Regions from separate parts of the Mus musculus genome. Here region 2 is linked to region 1. Evidence: chromatin contacts called from public promoter capture Hi-C data. All regions are on one chromosome and are shown on one strand. The core of a region is the stretch at or near the end of the contact, and the rest is flanking DNA. Distances in the headings are between cores, read along the strand shown.

Region 1 (7,807 bases), core at 3,524-6,023:
CTTTTTTCCCTTTTCTGTCCTTGCTTCCTTCCTCTGTGGTCCTGAAGGTACTCAGGGTCTTGTGAATGTTAGGCAAGTTAGTACTCCTTAGCCCTCTCTTTTGGACCCCTTTGTGCACTTTCCCATCTCTCTTACATGCCTGCAGTTGTCTGTTCAAAGGAGTATGACTCCCTTCTGCTTGCACTTGGTCATAGTCGTAGTCCTACCACTAAACACTAAGCTGAACTAGGGAGCCCATTTGGTAACAAACCAAGTAGGGGATAGATGTATCGATCACTTGTAAGTCTCTATGGGAGCAGGACTTTGTTTGGGCCTTCTTCACTATCACACAGGTGAAGTCTTAAACGTGTTAGATGCAGGAAAAAGGGACCCAGGAGGGGTCAGCTTTCAGTGTGGACCTTCCAAAAGCATCTTCCCTCCCTCACAGCTGCTGCCGTCTATCTAGGCCTCAAGCAAGTTTAGGATTCTGTGTTAGTGAATGGCGCATAGCACCACCTCTGAGGGAGTCTAACATGGTGGCAGGCAGATGACTGAGGACTTAGATTTCTCTGCCTCTCTTTCAACTTGGTACTGAGAAAGAGCAAATAATAACAGGAAGCAGTTATGGTCCATTACAGGGTTACTATTAGGGTCAATGCCCATTTAACATCAGTTCATACCATCTACAGCTACCTAATGTTGAAGGGAACACTGACTGTATTCTATTATTTAAAACCAGGGCAAGGTTGGGTATGGTGCCCATGTCTGCAATCCCAGTACTTGGAAGAAGTACAGGAATTGCCATAAGTTTGAGACTAAACCCCAGTCTCAAAAAACCAAAACAAAACCAAAAAGGCCAGCCATGGTACACACCTTTAGTCCCAGCACTTGGGAGGCATACATGTGAGTTCCAGGCCAGCCAGGGCTATCTAGTGAATCCCCATCTCTACAAAACCCAAAACTCAAATCACCCAACAAAAACCAGTAAGTGTTTAAAGTATAATGCCATATTTTATATGAAACTCTTCTAACACTAGTAACAACAACAACAAAACCCCTAGAAATAGAGTTAGCTAAGATATTAAAAGATTTATAGAGGGGGCTGGAGAGATGGATCAGTGGGTAAGAGCGAGTTAGAGAGAAAGTTATACTGGATGAGAGAGAAAGCTCTGAATCCTATTCCTTGTTAAAAGAGCTTTTGAGGAGCTGGGAGGATGGCCCAATGGGAAAGTGCTTGCCCTCTGTATCTGTGACCCTAGCACATGAGGAGAGAGGGTGAGAGGAAACAGGACCACTAAAATTCTCTGGCCAGCCAGTCTAGCCAACTGGTGAGTCCTAGGTTCAGTGAGACTCTCTCTCAAAGACATTAGGTGGAGAGTGAGAGGCACAGATGTTGCTGTGAGGCTTCCACCATACACCTGCACATATCACACCCTTACCACTGAGCTACACTCTTGCTTTTTTTTTTTGATTTAAGTTTTATTGCATTATGATGAGAAAAGATACATAATTTCAATTTATCTGAATTTGTTAACATTTAAAAACATATTTTGAAGCCGGGCGTGGTGACGCACACCTTTAATCCCAGCACTGGGGAGGCAGAGGCAGGAGGATTTCTGAGTTCGAGGCCAGCCTGGTCTACAAAGTGAGTTCCAGGAAAGCCAGGACTACACAGAGAAACCCTGTCTCAAAAAAAAAAAAAAACAAACATATTTTGAGTAAATAAGACTTACATCACATTCTTCTTTCCCTTTGTACCCCAACTCCTCCCAAAGAGCCTCCCTTCTAAACCTGCAATACTTTTCGATTTTTATCATATTCTTTAAAATTCATAAAATATTGTAACAATAAAAATGATTATTATAAAAGTTGTTTGATTATAAGACAACAATGGAACAGTCTTATGTAGATGTTTGTCTACAGCAATACTGAAAATACATACATTTCTCAATATAAATTTTAAATAACTCCAAATATATTAACTGTATGTTATTTTAAAATAATATATCACTATTAGGTTTTGTTTCTGTTTTTTTGTTTGTTTGCTTTTTTCGAGACAGGGTTTCTCTGTATAGCCTTGGCTGTCCTGGAACTCACTCTGTAGAACAGGCTGGCCTCGAACTCAGAAATCTGCCTGCCTCTGCCTCCCGAGTGCTGGGATTAAAAGCGTTCGCCGCTGCCGCCACCACCCGGCACTATTAGTTTTTCTTAATGAACGTAAATAGATAAAGTTTTGGATACAGATTTACACTCTTGCTTTATAATTTTGATTTGACATTTAAAAAATCACTTTGGAGAGACAAAGCTCAGCTTATAAATAACCTTTCTAATCAGTGTAACTAACATGTTTTGTCTTTAATTTAACCCTTAATGTTAAATCCCTAAGATGAAGCACAACTTTTTAAGGTGTGTGTATGTGTTGTGGTGTGTGTGTTGTGGTGTGTGTGTGTGTGTGTGTGTAAGTCAGAGACTGAAGCTGGTTGTCTTTCTCAATTGCCCTCCACCTCATTACTATTTTTATTTGTCTCTCTGTGTGTGGTCACAGGTGTTCCACTGTGCATGTATGGAGGTCAGAGGACAACTCTGGGGATTCAGTTCTCTTTTTCCATTGTGTGAATGCTGGGGATAGAATTCAGGCTGTCCTTTGGCTTTGCAGAGCAAATGCTTTTATCAAATGTACCATCTTGCTGACTCAACGGAATCATTTTTTGAACTTGAATTATCAAAAAAGCTGAACATTCTATGACATAGTTTCTTAGTGGATTATGAGGCTTTGTCTAATTAACGGGAACTAGAGGAATAAATTTAGCAACTAAAACCACTTGTATTAAGCCCTGGTGCAGTGGTTCTCAGCCTTCCTAAAGTTGTGGCCCTTTAATACAGTTCCTCATGTTGTGGTGAGCCTCAACCATAAAATTATTTTCATTGCTATTTCAAAGCTGTAATTTTGCTACCATTATGCATCACAATATAAATATCTGATATGTTACCCCTGTGGGGGTCTCAACCCACAGGGTGAGAAACACTGCCCTACAGAGAACTAACAATAACTCAGTAATATTCTTTCCCAATACAAAATGTACCATGTCCCCATTTACCTAAAAAGGCATGCATTTTAAGGTATGCATAGTTTATTTAAAACAGCAAATCCAACACATTTAGATCAGAATTAATATATTCTTCAAATACTAACACTATCATTAAATAAAGTTCTTTTTAAAGAGGACAATGATCTGTATTTCAGTTGAACACGTTTTTATTAACTTATAACAAAACCCAGTACTCAAGCATTACCCAGTACAAATGCCTAGTATAATCCTAGCACTTGGGAGGTGAAGGCAGGAAGATCAGGGGTTCAATGTCACCTTCGGCTATATAGTGAGTTCTAATCTAACCTAGGCTACCTAAGAGCCTTTCTCAAAAAACCAAACCAACCACTCAACCATAGACCCCCCCCCCCAAAAAAAAAAAAAAACAAAAAACTCAAGGACTCAGGGTGTCACCAATAAACTAAGCTGGAAATAAACCTGCATCAAAACTACTCTACCCTGGAGGATATCCAGAGTCTTTTCTGAATTCTATTAGCTCTCTTATTCCACATTTACACTAATATATCACTAATATATGCTTGGTTTCAAAGCTACAAATGTTGAGCGGGATGGCGGTGCCCCCACTACTGCAAATAAAGTGTAAAAATACATGTATATAGCTGGGTTGTATGTGTCATACAGCCAGGTTGTGGTAGTACATGCCTTTAACACCAGTACTAGGGAGGTGGAGGCAGGCAGATCTCTGAGTTCCAGGCCAGCCTGGCCTACAAAGTGAGTTCAAGGACAGCCAGGGCTACACAGAGAAACCCTGTATCAAAAAACTAAAACAACAACAATAAGAAAACACGAATGTTTAGTCTTAAGGGAAAACATATTCTTTACAATGTTACATACAGTTCAACTTGTAATTTAGGAGTAAGACTATATAGTCTTTTATAGCTGTTAAGAACATGCATGTCTGGTGTCTTACAACCATTGGTAACTCCAGCTTCTTGGATTTGACACTCTCTTGCGGGATCCTCGCGCACCTGCACACACGTGCACAAATACACTGACACTCATACACATAAACAAGAATAAATCTTTAAAAAAGGACTATAGTTTTAATGTAGGCACACAGCTCTAAATAGGAGAAAGTCTCATTAGCATTTATCGCTCAGCAACAACGAACTTTTTTTTATTAGGCTGCAGACATTTTAAGAGTGCGATTTTTGGTGGAGGGTGGAGCAAACTCATCCGCAAAGCTACAGAGTGGACGGGAAGTAGTGGTTTTTAGGTATGTGCAAACTTGTGACGTGCAGTAGTAGATGCTTAATAAAGTGTGGGCCGAGTCCTGGGTGACATGTTCCCAGACTTTAGAGGGCAGCGACAGGAGCATGCTACCAGAACATTGTTAAAAGAGCGTATTCAAGCGAGAGTGGGTTGGCTCGAGGTGCTAGGCGCCCACGCGAGGCCCGACCCACGGCCTGCAGCATCGCACACTTACCAGGCCAGGCCCAGGGTCATCGCCAGAGACAGCAGGCTGAGCCCAGTGCGGGGGTCCGCCCAGCCCGCGTCCCCCCGCGCCTCGGGGTTTTTCCTGCCATCACTCCGCTTCTCGGGCTCAGGAGCAGCCACTTTGGGCCCCGGCTTCTTTCGGCTCTTCACTTCGGACATGTCTGGATCCCTGAAGATCTTGAAGCCAGGATGGCTTTGGAGGGGGGCCGTGGGACGTGGCTGCAGAGCAGCTTCGGAAGGCCACGCCCACCAAGGCTGTGCCCCGCCCTCAAGCGGCTGGCCCCGCCTCTGGATTCCGCTACCCGACTGAGTCTGCGGGAGACCCAAGCTCGCGGGTGCGCGCAGGTTGCGGAGAGGCGCGTAGAGGGGGCGGGGCCGAGAGTGCCACGTCTAGCTGGGCGCGAGCCCGCGGCTTAGCCCCACCCCACCGCGCATGCGAGAACGCTCAACCAGGGCTTGCGGTCACGCGCCGGGCGGGGCGCGCGCGCGCGGCCGCGGCGGCGGGCCCTGGGCGAGTGAATTTGCGTGCCCGGGCGCGCGCTGTGTGGACTGGGCGGGCCCAGCGGTGTTTGAGTGCTCCGCGGTCCTGAGGCAGAGACCAGGAGGCAGCTAGAGGAGCAGACGTCTCACTCCGCTCGCGGAAGGGTGTGAGAGGGGTGTGTGGGGGTCGGCAGCGAGGGGTGTGTGCCATCAGCCACCGGCGACGATCTGAGACAGTCGCAGCGGCTTTCCGAGCGGCGTCCGCTTCCCGCCCGGGCAGCTCCCGCCAGAGGGGTGAAGCGGCGACTGGAGTGGCCGTGCTTTTGTGCCCTGGGTCCCGGTACCCTCCCCTGGTGCGGCCCGAGGCAAGCCCACCGAGGTGACCACCCCTCGACGCCGCTTGGAGATCCCGGGCATCCACCCTGCGCCCCGAGCAGCTGATACCCAGGGAGGTGTCAGGACCTGCCCGGGGCGCGGGGTCGCCGGAAGCCAGGCGGGAGCCCCGGCTGCTTTCTGGCAATCTAGTCTCATAAGTGACCCTCCCTGGGCTGCTTTCTTTCGATTATCATCAGTGACCCTCCCCCGGCTGCTCTTCCCAGCACAACTCCGGTGCAAAGGCTTGGGTAAGTTTACTGCCTCGGTCTCACCTCCCCAAGCTCCTCTGGGCAGGCTCTTTGCAAGTTCTGTTGTAGCTCCCAGGGACTGAAAGATCAGGGGACGCGGGATGTTTGGTAATCATCCTCCTGCTCTTGTACCAGGAAGAGAAATTATCTAAGGAGGAAGTAGACCACTATTACTGTTTTCCTGGATAGACTTAGCCTTTATATTGTGGTCTGTATCTCGGACCAGTTTTGGCTTTCTGTTTTGTTGTGGCCACAAAGAGGTTGTGGCCCTGGGAATTTGCCCATAGTATTCCAGTTTGTGTAAAGTTTGAAAAAAGTTGTTTAAAATTTATATAATTTATGGCTGGGCATGGTGGTGCACGCCTTTAATCCTAGCACTCGGGAGGCAGAGGCAGGTGGATTTCTGAGTTCGAGGCCAGTCTGGTCTACAAAGTGAGTTCCAGGACAGCCAGGGCTATACAGAGAAACCCTGTCTCGAAAAACCAAAAAAAAAAAAAAAAAAAAAAAAAAAAAAAAACCAAAACAAAAAAAATATTATATATATATATATAATTTATGTATATGAGTTCAGTAAGGCTAGAGAAAATTGGAACTTAGTTGTCAAAGTGTTTTTTGTTTTTGTTTTTTTTTTTTTTTTTGGAGACAGGGTTTCTCTGTGTAGCCCTGGCTGTTCTGGAACTCACTCTGTAGACCAGGCTGGCCTTGAACTCAGAAATCCACCTGCCTCTGACTCCCAAGTGCTGGGATTAAAGGTGTGCTCCACCACTGCCCGGTAGAGTATTTGGTTTTTGCTTAATTATTGGACATAACCAAAAATCTTTTCATAACGGGGTTTCTCTGCATAGCCCTGGCTGTCCTGGAACTCACTTTGTAGACCAGGCTGGCCTCGAACTCAGAGATCCACCTGTCTCTGCCTCCGGAGTGCTGGGATTAAAGGCGTGGGCCACGATGCCCGGCTGAGAAACTTTTAGGAAACTAAAAATGTTAGTCTTGTTTCTGGTCATTTCTTTTTCTTTGATTTTCCTTTTTTCTTCAGTTAGTTTCATTCCAGTTGTGGGCGCACAAACGAATGACTTCTTTATTTTTGCAAGTGCAACATTTGATGTCTTAAAAAAATTTTTTTTTGAAGTTGAATGATTCTTGCCCTTCTTCGGCGCTCTGTATATTACTCTGTGCCTATTTCAGTTTTTGCACGTAGGACAGTCATCTTCTGATTATCTCTTTTTGTTGTGTATACACACACACACACACACACACACTCCTAATGAAGGAATGATTATGCATATTTAAGACATTCACACTTTACTACATTGGAGGGAGTTTTTGTCAGTGCTTTTACAACTTGCAAACATTCAAAACTGAACTTTATACCCGTGGAATAATTTTTGTTGTAATGTAGGGAAGTTGTTAGGAAATGAAAGTCACTTTCTGTAAAGCATGATACTCTTTGTTCGTTACCTTGGTCCAAGAAGTGACATCAGAGGGAATTTCCTGTGGTTCTGTGAATATGTGCTTACTAGTGAAGATCTGCGGCTGATGTCCATGTTGAGAAGCTGGTATCAGCAACGCTACTTGGTTTATAGGTTGGATAAAGGAAACACGCTTTAAAGCACCAGGACTTGAGTATTACAGTAAAACTTTTACAGAACCTCAACCTAAGAGAAGGGAGAATTTTTACTGTAAAAAATTTTACTATAAAAAAACCCAAAGTGTTTATTGGAAAAGTGGCAACACTTTATAAAATTATGAAGGAAGAAAGCCAGAATCTTGCTATCAGTCTCCCAAACACTTTGATGAACGACTCTTGAGCATCTTCTTAATACAGTTATGTGACACAACACATTTTGTGTTATTTGAGGCTTTATTTCTAATTTTCTAAATTAGCAGTGACTTAGACCTATCTTTCCTTGTCAGCATATATTCTGCATTGAGATATATACCATAGGATTTAAAATGGCTGTGTGTAATGTTCCATTTTATCTATAAATCCTAATTAACGAATAATAATAAAAAAATCCTGTTTTCCTTACATTTCTCGATTACCGTTGAAGTTACACATCCGGCGCTCACACATCCTGTTGCTCGTCATGACAGGCATCCTGGTGCTTTGCCTCTAGCCCATGCTCCACAGCGAGGAGAGAGAAAACCCTGAGGCACAATGGATGCAAAGGCCCGCAA
Region 2 (7,807 bases), core at 2,717-5,216, 2.5 Mb before region 1:
GAGCAGGATTCCCAAATGACCTTTTTCTTGTCTCCATGTACTTGTACCCACACATACACGTGTATCTCAGCCCATAACACACACACACACCTAATCCCATAACACACACACACACACACCTAAACCCATAATACATACACACACATACACAAACACCTAAACCCATAACACAGACACATACACACACTTCACAAACATATCTCTAAACCCATAACACACATGTGTACATACACACGTGTGTGTGCACTCACAAGTATACACACATGGGTACACACACGTGGGTACATACACATGGATACACACACACAAATACATAACTACCTGGTGCAAAATAATACAAAAAGGTTGAAAACCATGATCTAGTCTAACCGTTCCACTCTGTGAGTGAATCAAATGAGATTTTGAGGAGTGAGATGACTTCTTAGTTTTTAGTTTATTAACCAGTATCTGTAAGGGTTCCGGAGACACAGCATACAAAAATGTATGCAAGACTTGAGTGGGTATTTCTTCAGAGAACCACCGCACCAATGGCCAGCAAGCACGCGAAGGGATGCAGCATCGTTAGTCATTGGGCTAACGTGAGTCAAAACCACAAGTGCTCTACCACCTCAAACTGGAAGATGGCTCAGACTGGTGCTCACACATCCAGCTGGTGGCGCTACGGAGAGGTGACTGGATAGCAAGGAAGGGTTTCTCAGTATAGCCCTGGCTGTCCTGTAGACCAGGCTGGCCTCGAACTCAGAAATCTGCCTGCCTCTGCCTCTGCCTCCCAAGTGCTGGGATTAAAGGTGTGCGCCACCACCGCCCAGCAGAGGGTGCTCATCTTACACTGGTGACTTCACAGTTGAATGGGCTCCCAGGAGGCAGCCCAGTCCAGTATGGGATCCCAGCGCTTGAGCAGGACAGGAAAGGTATGCGCACGGGAGATGGCCCAGTGTGGGAAGCTACTACTTGAAGTGGCGCTGCTGATCATGCTGGTCAAGGGCTCTACGTACAGGAACTAGATCCTTGAGATCATGCCTTGGAACAGTGTATTTTGTCCCTAGCACCGTCTATATCTCTCAGCTTCATGGCTGGCATGAGATGGTCTTTCACCATATACTCTTGGCATCATGAAGTTCTGCCTGACGGCAGAGGCCAAAAGGGACGAAACAGGCTGATTGTGGACTGAAATCCTGAAAGCTGGGAGCCAAAAGAAAAAAGTGCTCTGTGCTTTAAAAGTTTAAAAGCCACAGCGACAGTCTCATGTCCTATTACGTACTTTATAACGGTGTTCTTTCAAATCTTCTGCTCCCTCACACACTGCTTTTTCTATGACCTTTGCATACAAGCACAGTATGTGTCACCTCAGGTCTTCTCAGTTTTGTCTGGCTCCTAGATCTTGGTTACAAACGGGACAGCCCGAATCCTCTGCAGTGACCGGCTTATTCAGTGTGGTCTCAAGTTCTGCCACCTGAACCTGACCCCAGAGGCTCCTTCTGCCACATCTAGGCACTCCTGTTAAACTATTAAACTGGGATCTGATTTTCGAGTTGCCACCTTAGTAAGGAGGTGGGAACTCTCCAGGGGACATTAGGAGGCAGGAGGGGACTGATGTGCAGGCAAAGAAACCCCCCAATATCTCTCTCTCTCTCTCTCTCTCTCTCTCTCTCTCTCTCTCTCTCTCTCTGATGTTCTCCACTGCCTATTTCCACAAAGCCTGTGCAGATATGGTCACATAGCACTATGCAACTAGTTTTGTCTCTGTGAAGAAACACCAACAGACTCAAAACCATAAACCTTATAGCATATGTGTCTCCTTCGTCTCCCTTGTCTTTATGCCTCATTCACCACCCCGAGATTCTGTCTGCCCATAAAGTGTTCTCATTTAAATCGTTCTTTAGAGTAGTGGTTCTCAACCTTCCAAATTGCTTGTGACCCTTTAAGACAGTTCCTCATGTTGTGGAGACCCCCAGCCATAAAATTATTTTTGTTGCTCACCCCATAGCTGAAATCTTGCTATTATGAATATCTCATACGCAGTATATCTGATACATGACCCCTGGGAAAGGGCTACTCAACCCCCCTGCCCCCCAGGGGTGGTGACCTACAGGTTGAGATCTGTGCTTTAGAGTCTGTTTTCTAAAGATGATGGGGCTTAGAAGTTGAGGAACTACAGGTCAGAGGACCTGAAACACTGCTTCTTCTGGGTGCTTGGACTTGTAGAAATATTGTAGAAAATTTGAAACTTGTAACTGGTACATCCCCCAGTCTTGTAACTTTGGTTTCTCCCATAACCTGGGAGACAAATATTCTGTCTGTCTTGGTTTTATTACGTATCTCTCCTTGTGCATTTTACTCTTGGTCCTTTGCAGAATACGGAAGACAGCTCAATACAAGGAGAAAAATACTAACATGAATCTGTCTGAGTCTAATTCCCAGTATTTCATCACCTACAGTATTAAATTAGAAGTTGGACTAGGTATCCCCAGGATTGTGAGTTTAAGATTTATAAATTTGTCAATGCTGACTGAATAAGTAGAGCATATTTGAGTGTCAGGAACAGTAATTATTCTTCCATTACCATGGGAAAAAAATCCGAGCTAAGATTTCGGTCTGATCAAAATGTATCTGAGATTAGCAGCATCATTTTTAAAATTTTCTTTATCATGTTTTGTCTGCATGTGCGCATGTGCACCGCGGGAGGGCCTGGCACCCACAGAAGTCAAAAGAGAGAGATGGGTCCCCGGCACATGAAACTTTGGATGGTTGTGAGTCACCACCATGTGGGGATGGGATTCGAACCCAGGTCTTTTCACGTGCGAAAAGCGCTCTTCTCCATTGAGCCAACACCCCCAGAATGTGTTGGCATACTTTAATAATATAAACGACAGTCTTTAGGCTTAGGCCTGGGCCAATCTCGAATCTCGAGTTATTTGGGGAATCCATGCCAAAAAAACAAAACAAACAAACAAACAAAAAACCGTTCAGGTTCATATAGGGTTAGATCTCCCGAAAAAGAAAAAAGTACTCTTTTTACACGGGTTTCATATCACAGGTGAAGCGATACTGAAATGTTGAGATTATGGGGAAATTAAACGGGGTTCTGATCGATAACTTTCCATCAGAGCGATTAACCTGTGGTAGCGTCAATAATTCCCCACATCCTATTCACAAACACACGTAAACGGACCTCCTTTGGCCTCTGGTTCTGGGAATGCTTAGACATCAGAACGACAAGAGGCCACCACATTATCCGAGACTTAACTTGACCTGGTTTCAACTGTTGTAAAGCCCCACTTGAGTGCTTTTCACTAGCACTCACGTAGTCTTGCTACCCCAGCTTCCTTTAAAAACCCGCAAGTGGACGGACATTCTGTAATAAAGAACAGTCCCATAAAAGGGGGGCCGTGCCAGAGGTGTTCCCCAAGTGCTGGATCTATGGGAGGATGACCTCCAGAACCCGATCTCGTTCTTTCAGCTGAAGGACAGACTAAACCTTCTTTAGCTAAAGAAACCAAGTCCGTTCGCCAGGGCACTTAGCTTCCCCTTGTCCCGAAGCAAAGACATTGGGGTCGCTCAATCGTTCCCACTTCGAACTTGAGCAGTGGACACAAACACACGCTTACCTGGTTGCTAGGAAACAGTACCGCCATCCCCTCCAATCAGTAAACACGTCTTTGGTGGCCAATCACAGAAGCCGAGACAACGCGGCGTGAGGTGAAAGGTCAGGCCGCTTTTGTCGGCCATTTCTCTTAGCGCGGGTCGCTTGGTTGTAGCGGCAGCCGCTCCGGTCACGAGGGGCGGGCAGCGGCGGAGTCGGCGGCTAGCGGGGTGCAGCGCTCGCCGGTGGTCGCGATGGTAAGGACGATGAGCGCCGCGGGGGCTGGAGGACGGGCGGCCTCGCGGGGCCCGCCGCCCCCTGCGCCTCCCATTCATCCCCACGAGGCGCCGCGCGGCTGGCCGCTCGCTCCTGCTCCCGACGTCGGAGGCCTTGGCGGCGCGCGCGCGGAAGCCCTTCCCCTCCCCGAGATCCCCAGCCACCTTTCCGCGTGTTGTTTGTCCCGGAGCCTGAGGTGTAGCCTAGTTTGGGCTCACAGGGTAGGGGTAAACCGAAGCGAGTTTTCCATTTCTACCTAGCACGCTCCGCAGTGCGCCATTTATTCCTTGCTGTTGACAATTTTAGCAGATTGTCCTCTGGCGCAGAAAACCCCGGCTACCCTTCCACTCATTTAATACTGATCTTAGGCGCCAGGAAGATGGGGTGGTAAGGTAGACTCTGCGTTTTCTTAGGAGTGGGAGGTAGGCAGCCGTCAAATAATAACAACAAAATAAGCAATTACAAGTAGCGGTGATTGTTAAGCAGGGAGCTGATAGGATGCTCTGAGAGGTGCACTGCCTAGTTATAACGCAGTGGAGGAGCGCTCTTCTCCAGAAGGTGTCAAATAACCAGACATCCAGGTCACAGAGCAGGTGGAAGAGTATTTCTTGCGCGAGTTCCAAGTAGAAAGTAGGTTTGACCAGTTGGAATTGACAAGAATTGACCGCTGCTTGCAAGAATGATGGTTTTAAAATACAGCCTGGGACCTTAACGCCTCCTAGGAAATATGAGGCTCTGTCAAGTGCAGTTAGAGACCATTGGAGCATTCTTTTAAGTCACAATAGTACATGACTTGATAAGTGGTTTGTGGATGATAAATTATAGGCAGCGTAAATTGGCTACTCATTTAGACCCTGTGCTCTCCAAGATTCTTTGGGATGGTGTGTGAGTGGAATGGAGTATGGGGGTGGTTATGAATTTAAAGGGAATAATACTTCTTGATTTAGCATTAAGAGGCCCTCTCACTGACGATATTGAGCTTTTTTTTTTTTTTTAATGTCTGCAGAGACCACCCTGTACCTTTATTTTGATTCCTTTAGAGCTTGGATAATGTAGGTATTTGGGGCTTTTGTCCATTCGGCAGTGCTCAAAATGGAACTAGTGACCTAAGTATCCTAGGGCAGTGCCCTGTCATTGTGTTACACACTTGCCCCACTCCCATCTGTCATTCGACATTTAATTGCATAATTCATATTTTCGTTTCTGTCAGTGGACTATGAAGTTGGCTAAATGGGTACTTAAATTTCTCTCAGACACCCTCCAGCAAATTATAAAGTGATGGTGGATCGGAGTTTACCCTGTGTCATAAAGTCTTGACTGGTGTCTCAGTAGAGAGTGGGTGGTGGAAGCTGAGGTAAGCAAAAATTATTGAGTGCTGCCTTTGGTTTTTATACAGAGTCTACCCCTCAACCCCAAGCCCTTTCTCAATGGGCTGACAGGGAAGCCAGTGATGGTGAAACTTAAGTGGGGCATGGAGTACAAGGGCTACCTGGTCTCCGTGGATGGCTACATGAACATGCAGGTATGCTGAGGAGGAGGAGCATGGGTGAGGAGCAGGAAACCAGGTTTCTACTGTGTCACCTTACTCCTCAAAGGTTTACTGAGACTGGTGGGAATGCGCACAGATTGACAATAGAAAGTGGAGTCGAGATTAAAGTATGAACCAGGGAGGAGGTTGAACCATGATGTTCTTAGGAGTACTTACACCAGAACACAGAGCTTTGACATTTGGTCTCTAAAGCAGAAGGGAAAACTAGTTTATTACAGAAAACAATGATTCAGCCTGTCTTTTTCTAAGACGTGTCTGTATAGGCGATTAGCACTATGATGCAGTGGCATTAGTACTCAAATGGAACTCTGTACCCATTAAATAGTTCTGTTACCACCTGTAATCCACCTGTAATCCAGCCCTATGATTAAGAGTGGGACTGTCTCTCATGTAAGTGGAATGTATTATAAATTCAGCTAACTTCAGATCAAAAATTCTTAAGAGAAATTATATCTTATGTTCGAGGTACACAGTCCTTTTGCTTTCTCCACTGTACTAGGCTATGATCAGTCTAGAAATTAGAAGGACATTAGGTTCTATGCAGATGCTCAGCTATTTGAAACAAGGAGCTCCAACACCCTTGGTCCTAGAGGCCCTGGAACAAAGCCCCATAAATGCCCTGGGGTAGGCTTTTTGTCCTTTTGTCTGGTTTGATTATAGCTTCAGGATTCATTGATAGAAGTTACTGCTTTTCAGGACTGAATAATATCCCGTTATATAGCTATAACGCATTTTTACAGTCTATTATGTTTGTTTGGTTTTTTTAAAACATTATTTTATGTGAGTACACTGTCACTTTCTTAAGACACACCAGAAGAGGGAATTGGATTCCATTACAAATAGTTGTGAGCTACCGTGTGGTTGCTGGGAATTGAACACAGGGTCTCTGGAAGAACAGTCACTCTTAACTGCTGAGCCATCTCTCCAGCCCCATCTGTCCAGTTTCTTGTAGGGATCAAGCCCAGACCTCTGTACATGCTGACCAGCAGTCTGCCACTAAGCTACATTCTCAACCTGTTCATTCATTTTGATTTCTAGTTTTTAATTTTATTTTATGGATGTCTTGTCAGTGTACTATGTATATGCCTGCTGCCCATCAAAGTCAGACAAGGGCATCCGTCAGCACTCTAGAACTGCAGTTATGGATGCCGTGGGCACCATGCGGATGCTGGGAATTGAACCCAGGTCTTCTGGAAAAGCTGCCAGTGCTCTTAACCTCTGGCCAACTCTCCAGCCTCAAACAAGCATTTTTCCAAGTCTACTTTTAACTCTTTGGAGTATATACACAAGTCGGATTACTGGTTCGTTGTTTTTGAGTAGATGTCATATTGTTTTTCATAGCAGCTGTGTGGTTTTGATTCCTTCAGATGGTACCCAAGAGTTACAGTTTTCCACATCTGCACTAACACTTGTTTTCTACGAGGTTCCTCTTTTTAATGTATAAATATTATTCTCCTGATCTGAAATAGTATCTCCTCTTGGCTTGCATTTCCCCAATGACATTGGGCACCTTTTCATGTGTGTATTAACCATGTGCTTTCATCTTTGGAGAAATATGTTACTCACATCCTCTATTTATTTATTTACTTGTATTTTTTAAGACAAGGTACTCACATCCTCTATTTATTTATTTACTTGTATTTTTTAAGACAAGGTCTCATTATGTAGCCCTGGCTGGCCTGTATCATGCTATGTAGTCCAGGCTGGCCTAACTCAGAGATCTGCCTGCCTCTGCCTCCTGGGTGGTAGGATTAAAGGCATGTGCCACTTTGTCTGTTTTTAATTTTTTTGTGTGTTTAATTGTAGTTTCTGCCCAGATTTTAAAGGTTACTTAGGTGGATATATTAACTAGAAATCCAGCTAACAAGAATATGGAGAGATTTGGTCTGGAAAATTCTTGAAACGAGTTATTTACAAAAGCTGTAGAAAAGTCTGGAAAGTATGCCTGTAGTGGTGAATATAGTGTGGGATTAGAAATGAGAGTTCAATGTTATGAATACACTGAAAACCCCAGAATGTTTTGTTTCATCCCTGTCACTTGGTGTGATTCTGTGAAAAAAAGCCTGTGATTCTGTCATTCCTGGGATAGAAGCAGGAGGATTAGAAATTAAAACATCATCCCCATTTCACAGGAAGTTGCAGGCCAACCTGGAATACATGAAACCCTGTTGAAACAAATGAACCACCTAATAGTTGATCTTGCAGTTAATGTAGTGTCCCGAGGTATAAAATGTATCTCTGAGCGAGCCCGGTTTCTGAGTTGCTTCAGTTAGCCAAAAGGTATTGGTTGTCTGTTTGGTACCATGAATATAACAGTGAGCAAAACAAAGTCCATATCCTTGAGCTTGTTCCAGTGGTGGGAGATGGTTGTGGACCACAGATGCGTAGGAGTGATCCAC

Evidence for each region. Promoter capture Hi-C pulls out the DNA fragments that hold promoters and counts their contacts.
Region 2: a contact with region 1 is called in a promoter capture Hi-C map of hippocampal neurons, with 4 times the contacts expected there. The contact joins the promoter of 4933408J17Rik here to the promoter of Ikbip in region 1. A contact is called at or near these places in 2 of 39 promoter capture datasets (hippocampal neurons and pre-B cells), 2 of 115 datasets of contacts at active chromatin or transcription factors (astrocytes and large pre-B cells) and 2 of 9 other capture datasets (adipose tissue and liver).

The regions. Positions count from the first base shown.
Region 1 is chr10:91,080,005-91,087,811 of GRCm38.p6, reverse strand. It overlaps Ikbip (IKBKB interacting protein), which reads right to left and starts at 4,773. Exons shown (of 3, transcript NM_026166.2): 1 at 4,516-4,773. The coding sequence starts at 4,685. It overlaps Apaf1 (apoptotic peptidase activating factor 1), which reads left to right and starts at 5,069. Exons shown (of 27, transcript NM_009684.2): 1 at 5,069-5,629; 2 at 7,724-7,807. The coding sequence starts at 7,788.
Region 2 is chr10:93,585,572-93,593,378 of GRCm38.p6, reverse strand. 4933408J17Rik (RIKEN cDNA 4933408J17 gene) reads right to left here and starts at 3,966. Exons shown (of 4, transcript NR_045810.1): 1 at 3,609-3,966. Snrpf (small nuclear ribonucleoprotein polypeptide F) reads left to right here and starts at 3,721. Exons shown (of 4, transcript NM_027246.1): 1 at 3,721-3,840; 2 at 5,256-5,381. The coding sequence starts at 3,838.